Regions from separate parts of the Mus musculus genome. Here region 2 is linked to region 1. A link is a contact called in public Hi-C data. All regions are on one chromosome and are shown on one strand. The core of a region is the stretch at or near the end of the contact, and the rest is flanking DNA. Distances in the headings are between cores, read along the strand shown.

What was found. A called contact is a pair of places that touch in the nucleus more often than the background predicts.
Region 2: a contact with region 1 is called in a Hi-C map of cortical neurons, with 2.3 times the contacts expected there. The contact joins two enhancer-like sites. A contact is called at or near these places in 1 of 39 promoter capture datasets (hippocampal neurons) and 2 of 484 Hi-C or Micro-C datasets (cerebral cortex and cortical neurons).

What each region holds. Positions count from the first base shown.
Region 1 is chr2:7,233,258-7,236,294 of GRCm38.p6, forward strand. It overlaps a transcript of Celf2 not described here. Among named protein-coding and RNA genes, the nearest start is that of 5031426D15Rik, 310 kb to the left of the region's middle. Within about 2 kb of position 1,559, at least 21 of the 459 cell types and tissues checked have an H3K27ac peak or open chromatin away from gene starts, as enhancers often do. A contact at or near this core is called in cortical neurons, where this site is marked.
Region 2 is chr2:8,631,870-8,634,906 of GRCm38.p6, forward strand. No RefSeq gene overlaps it. Among named protein-coding and RNA genes, the nearest start is that of Gm30904, 290 kb to the left of the region's middle. Within about 2 kb of position 1,467, at least 2 of the 459 cell types and tissues checked have an H3K27ac peak or open chromatin away from gene starts, as enhancers often do. A contact at or near this core is called in cortical neurons, where this site is marked.

The DNA.
Region 1 (3,037 bases), core at 309-2,808:
CTGTGGCACCTGAGAGCAAAGATAGGAGCCTGGGGAAGGAAGCCTTGCTGGGACAAAAACAACAAACAGGAAGGCTACTTGTATGGGAAGCACGGTTGGTGCAAAGCATCTCACCGTAATCCCTGCGGCTTCTCATGACAACACCAGCAAATATGTTTTGTCAGTATCTTTCCATGCTTCAAGTAAACTGCGATTCTAAAATGTGCAGCACAGCCTTTCACTCCTAGGAAGGGATGCAGGTCCCCACCCACTGCTTCTCACTTACACTGCATCAGAGGTTTGGCCAGAATTTAGAAATTTTGCTCAACACTCTCCCCATTTTTCATTATTCTATGTTACAGACTAGTACTCTCCCACTAGTGGAAGAATTCCACCTGTGCCATACTGAAAACCTTGAGGAGGGCCTGAAAGTTAAATGTGGATATTCTTCCAAAAAGGAAAAGGATGGGGAGTGAGTCACCAACATCTCTGCTTACATCCCCGAATCCTACAGTTCCAAATTTTCTTCAAAACATATTTTCCTGCCAGTGTTTTAACATCTTAAGTATATGTAAGTATATTGTGATGCTTTAAGCTATTTACCATCAGAATGGCTGGTGCTGGCATCAATGCTATTTTTCCTTGCTTTTGGAGAGCTTCTAGAATTTTTTAAGGGAACATTTCTAAGTGCCATGGCCTCTGGTAACAGCTTTGAGGTAAGATTTTGGGAACAGGGATGGCAAAAGTCCTAGTGTGCTTTCTGTTGCTGTGATAAACACCATGACTAAAAGCATCTTGGGGATAAAAGGGTATATTTCAGCATCTATTTCCCAGTTGTCACAGTCCATTATAGAGGGAAGTCTAAGCAAGAAGTCAAGGCAAGAAGCTAGAGGCAGGAACTGGAGCAGAGGGCTCTAAGGAACATTCCTTACCTAATTGTTTCTCACAGCGTGCCAGGATTGCATTTTTATCATGCCCAAGCCCATGAAAGGCACTGCCCACAGTAGGCTGGACCTCCTCAAATCAATTATTAAGTCAGAAGAAAATACCCTCAAGGATCTTGTCTACAGCCAAATATGATGAAGGTGTTTTCTCAATGTAGGCTCCATCTTCCAACCTGACTCTCTATTTGTGTTCGTCTGACACAGAACTAACCAGCACAATGAATGAGTCCTGAGCCCTTTGAGTCACTTCTGTATATAAAGACCACCAGGTCCAAAGGACAATTTCAAAATGCAATCACATGTTGTGATGAGTGTTTTCTTTAGCTATCATCCTGCTTGCTCAAGCTCACCAAGAGTTTGGCTCTGTTTCTAATGAGAAAAGGTGTCTGTGCTAATTTAAAGTCTTCCGTTTAGAAAAAAAAAAAAAAGTTCCAAATGTCAGGCTGAACCTGAAAGTGATTACTCATAGGAATAAAACATGATGAGTAGGTATTTGAATGGATGTTCACAGCTGTTTTCTCTCTCTTTCTAAAAGACATTCAGTGAGAAAAGTTCAATGCGGTACCACGGTCGCGAGTCGTAGGGTGTCTAACGTTGGCAGTTCCAAATTAGAGCTCCCCTGGCAACTGTCACTCTGTGACATCACATTTTATCTAATGAGGCACAAAAATGTACACTTTGTGAACTCCACAGCTCCTTCACAAGTGCAGAGAATGAGAGGTATGGGGAAAGTGGGAGCCATCTGTTTGAAATCTTAGTTAGAATTTTCACCTTTGCCTGGTCTACCTGCAGTTATATTTTCTGCAGTTTCATAGTCAATAATTCTAAGGTGTTGAATTTGCTGTAACCACTAGCAGATATTAGTTAATTCACCCCCCATGCCATCTAGCCCATCCTTGTTAATCTGTCACCTAACCCATAAGACCTTCTGATGTTATTAACAGGTTCCACACTTGCCCTTGTTCAAATTTGACTTCTTAATGAAGCCCTACTTTAATTACTACAGAAGATCTGGTTTTGACTAGTCACTTGAGTCCTGTCACTATAATGAGGAAAGGGGCTCCACGTGTTTGGCTTCTGACTCTTTACAGTTAGGGGACCAGTCACCATTGCTTAGAGACCCTAGTATGCGTCAATCAAGATGGTGGGTATATCAGGGTTATTTTCTACCCAGATGGCATACTACTTCTGGTCTAATATCTAACATAATGAAAGAAAAAAAAAAAGACCAAGTTGGTGAAGACTGAGGATGCTGGGACTGTCTTTGCAATTGCTCAGTGTGCTTCTGTAAGGCGCTGTGTGTTTGTGGATACACCCTCACACTGAAGATGTGAACTGAACAAGCACAGATTATTCAATTCCTTCCCCCACACAGAATGACACAGATGGACTGATTAAAATCATAGGTCTGTGCTAAAGCAAAATTACTGCATTAGAGGAAGCATTTGGGGAAAGTGGGCGATGGGCTAGGAGAAAAAGAACAAACAAAGGCAGATGGAGTATCTTGGTTGGCATATAATTATTCTGTTATTCCTTTATCATCTAACTTATAAAATGAGAGCACATTGAATAATATAGTAAGTAGGATTCATCAGTAGTGAATAGTCAACTAAAACTCTTTGAGGGATGAAACGACTAATGTTCTTGTTTAACAGTCTTATGGAAGGCAATTTTTCTTCCTCAGTTGTGCTTCCTAATGGCTTGCTTAAGCAAAGACCTGGTGAATGTTAAGGCATCTTTTGCAGTATCCAGATTTCTAAACCATGTACCTTCAATTCATTTTCCAATATGGAGGACATGAGTCTTTCCAACATTCTCCCTGGAAAGCAGTTAACTTCAAACACACACACTGTTCCTTTTATAAGCAAGAATGGCTACTCTTAAAGTATTGCTTAAAGTATCTAAGCAATCCACAGAGAACACAGTTAGAGTAATAACAATGTACAGTTTATGTAGCAGAAGGCATAGAAAGATATTTATCCCAAATGATATAAAGAGAGTGTGAATTAAATTTAAGAAGGTGAAATTTTAAAAAGAGGTCAAAATCAATTGGTAGGTTCTCCTAGGTGTTCCAGATCTAGAGCAATTTAAAGCCCGTGGGACAATTTACTCAA
Region 2 (3,037 bases), core at 217-2,716, 1.4 Mb after region 1:
TTTTGATGTGTTCTTGGATCCTGTTTGCAATTATTTATAATTCTTGTATATGGGTTCATGAGGAAAATTGGTCTGTAGCTCTCTTTCCTTGTTGGATGTGTGCCCTGCAGGGTTCCAGGTATAATGTATTGGGGTATTGGGAGCTAACATTTAACAATGTCAGTGGGCTGGACTTGAGGCTCTGAGGGATTCCACAGGAAGAAGAAAAGCAGAGTTTTGTGCCAGAATCTGCTTAATTCCTAGGAATAGGTGCAGAAACTGGGGAGAGGCCACAACAGGTACTCTAATTCAGAATTGGAGGATTGGATTTGAAGGAGAGGATGAAAAGGTGAAGATCTGTAGTTGGCCTGCCTCTTTTCTTGGTTGGAGTGTACTGTGGGTTCCCAGTGAATCAAGATGTTTCTTTCTTAAAAGCACTAAAAAAATTACAGCAGTGAAATAACACCTTTGAAAAGTGCTAAGTGGTTGATTCCTATCGACAGAGCTGCTGCTGAGTGACTCTGAGCCTAAAATAGGCCTTCAGAAATGGGGGGGGGGGTAAGGTAAGTGAAGGTAGACACACAAAAGGGCTTCCAGTTTTAGCTCTATCTGAAAAGAACTTGAATGCTGTTCACCTCTGTATTCATAATAATAAAATAAGCTGAAAAAAATGGAGGGTCAGCAGATTTTAGACCCATCTGTAAACTGGGTCACAGGGCAAAATTCAACCTTAAACTGTAGGTACTTGGACAGGAACAGAAAATGCAAGCAATCAATGGACTTAGTCCCCTTGAAGCAATCATGCAGGAGCTGTCCACTGAAGGGAGATGGAGTTGAAGGGGTGGGAGGGAAATTCACTCACAGTAGGACTTTGAGTTTCCATTAGCTTGGGCATATTAGTTGCCATCTAAAAAGGCGTAACAATTAAGTGGCATTTTTTTCTCTAGGATGCCTGCACCCCCTCATCCCCCTACACACACACACATTTCTCAGTGTGAGTAGCTGAAAACAAGCTTTTTTTGTTCAGGAAGAAGGGACAGTCACCCTTTGGAAATCTCTCCAGATTAATTGTCTTAACAAAATTCTCTCCTCTAGGACAGATTCTCATCTCCTTTTCCCCATGGCATGAGCCAGCACTCAACACACAGTTCCCTCTGAATTTCCTTTCTCCCATAAGCTAAAGAAATAAGAGTTGGAACAAAAAACTTTGTGAGTATCATAACCTCAACCTTTCCCCCAAATTCTCTGTCTTTATTTCCAATGTCATATATTATTTCTTCTCCCTGCTAGCCTGTCATAGTAACAAGCTCTAATGAGATGGATTAAAACTGAAATTGGTGTAAAATGGACTGAATTTAAGAAAATGTTCTTAAAGAAGCACAGACAACTTGAAATAGAAAGATACTACAAAATCTTAAGCCTTTGGCATCTATACCTACCACATGAATTACACAGAGCCAAGCTCCTGCCTGGGTTAAAATAAAAACTCAAACTAAAGCTTATAAGTCTCCCACTTTTCAAAATCTTATGCCAGCTTTCAAGTGAAATTACAATGTGCTAAAATGAAAAATTTAAAAGTCTGAAAATCTCAAGTAATCAAAACAACTAAATTCAAATTTAGAATTATCAGATGGGCAAATTAAAATAATTAGCATTGCTTGGTATGTTAAGGATTCATAAGGAGAAAGTGGAGTATATTGAAACACAAAGGAGAACTGGAAGTTCGCATAAAGCAATGAGAAGTGATGTAGGACATAAAAACGAGTTAAACAAACAAGCTAAGTAGGGCTTGGAATGGACACGTTAGAATATGGGACAAGGACAAAAAGAACGTACCAAACTTGAGGATAATGCTGTCATAAAATTTCTAAACAGAGATACAACAAGGAAAGGAAAAACAAATCTAAGAAGTATGGAGAGACTGAGAAGAGTTTTCTGGGAAAACCATAGATGGTGATTGATGGCAGAGTAGCAGCCTTGGGAGCCCTGGGATACAGGTGTAGGAGGTAACACTTATTGCCAGACATCAGCAATGGCATCAGGGAATACAATAACATCTGTGATCAGCAATACTAAATACCATGTGACAAGGTCAAAGACAGAGAATGGATCACTGTCACCAAGCTGGGACATGGGATCAGAAATATGAAGATCAAGTTCCTTAAGATTTGTCTTTTCTTCCTGCCCATTAAATTGTCTGAGATGATTGAGTTTTCCTTGAGGACATCCCTCAAGGTGGGTGGTTTGATGATCACATCTGTGTAGCATCACGGTCTAGCTGTGCAGTAGATCAGAGTCAAGCCACTGGGGACTATAGTGGAAACCCAGTATGGATGTTACTATTGCAAAGAAGTAGGTACTGCCATTCAAGGGGCTAACATTTTTTCCTCTTTTTTTTAAAGATATTTTCTTTATTTACATTTCAAATATTATCCCCTTTCCTAGTTTCCCCTCTGAAAATTCCTTATTCCCTCCCCCATGCCCCTGCTCCCCAACCGACCCACTCCCATTCCCAGTCCTGGCATTCCCCTATACTGTGGCAGAGAACCTTCACAGGGCCTAGGGCCTCTCCTCCCACTGATGACAGACTAGGCTGTCCTCTGCTACATATGCAGCTAGAGCCACAAATTCCACCATCTGTTTTCTTTGATTGGTGATTTAGTTCCAAGGAGCTCTGGGGATACTGGTTAGTTCATATTGTTGTTCCTCCCATGGGGCTTCAGACCCCTTCAGCTCCTTGGGTACTTTCTCTAGCTCCTTCATTGGGGACCTTGTGCTGCATCCAATAGATGATTGTGAGCATCCACCTCTGTATTTGACAGGCACTGGCAAAGGCCCTCAGGAGACAGCTAAATCAGGCTCCTGTCAGCAGGCTCTTGTTGGCATCTACCATAGTGTCTGGGTTTAGTGGTTATTTATGGTATGGATCCCCAAGAGGGACAGTCTCTGGATGGTCATTCCTTCAGCCCCTGCTCTGAACTTTGTCTCTGTAACTCCTTTCATGGGTATTTTGTTCCCCCTTCTAACAAGGATTCTGAGCTTCTGGGCTAATATTGCT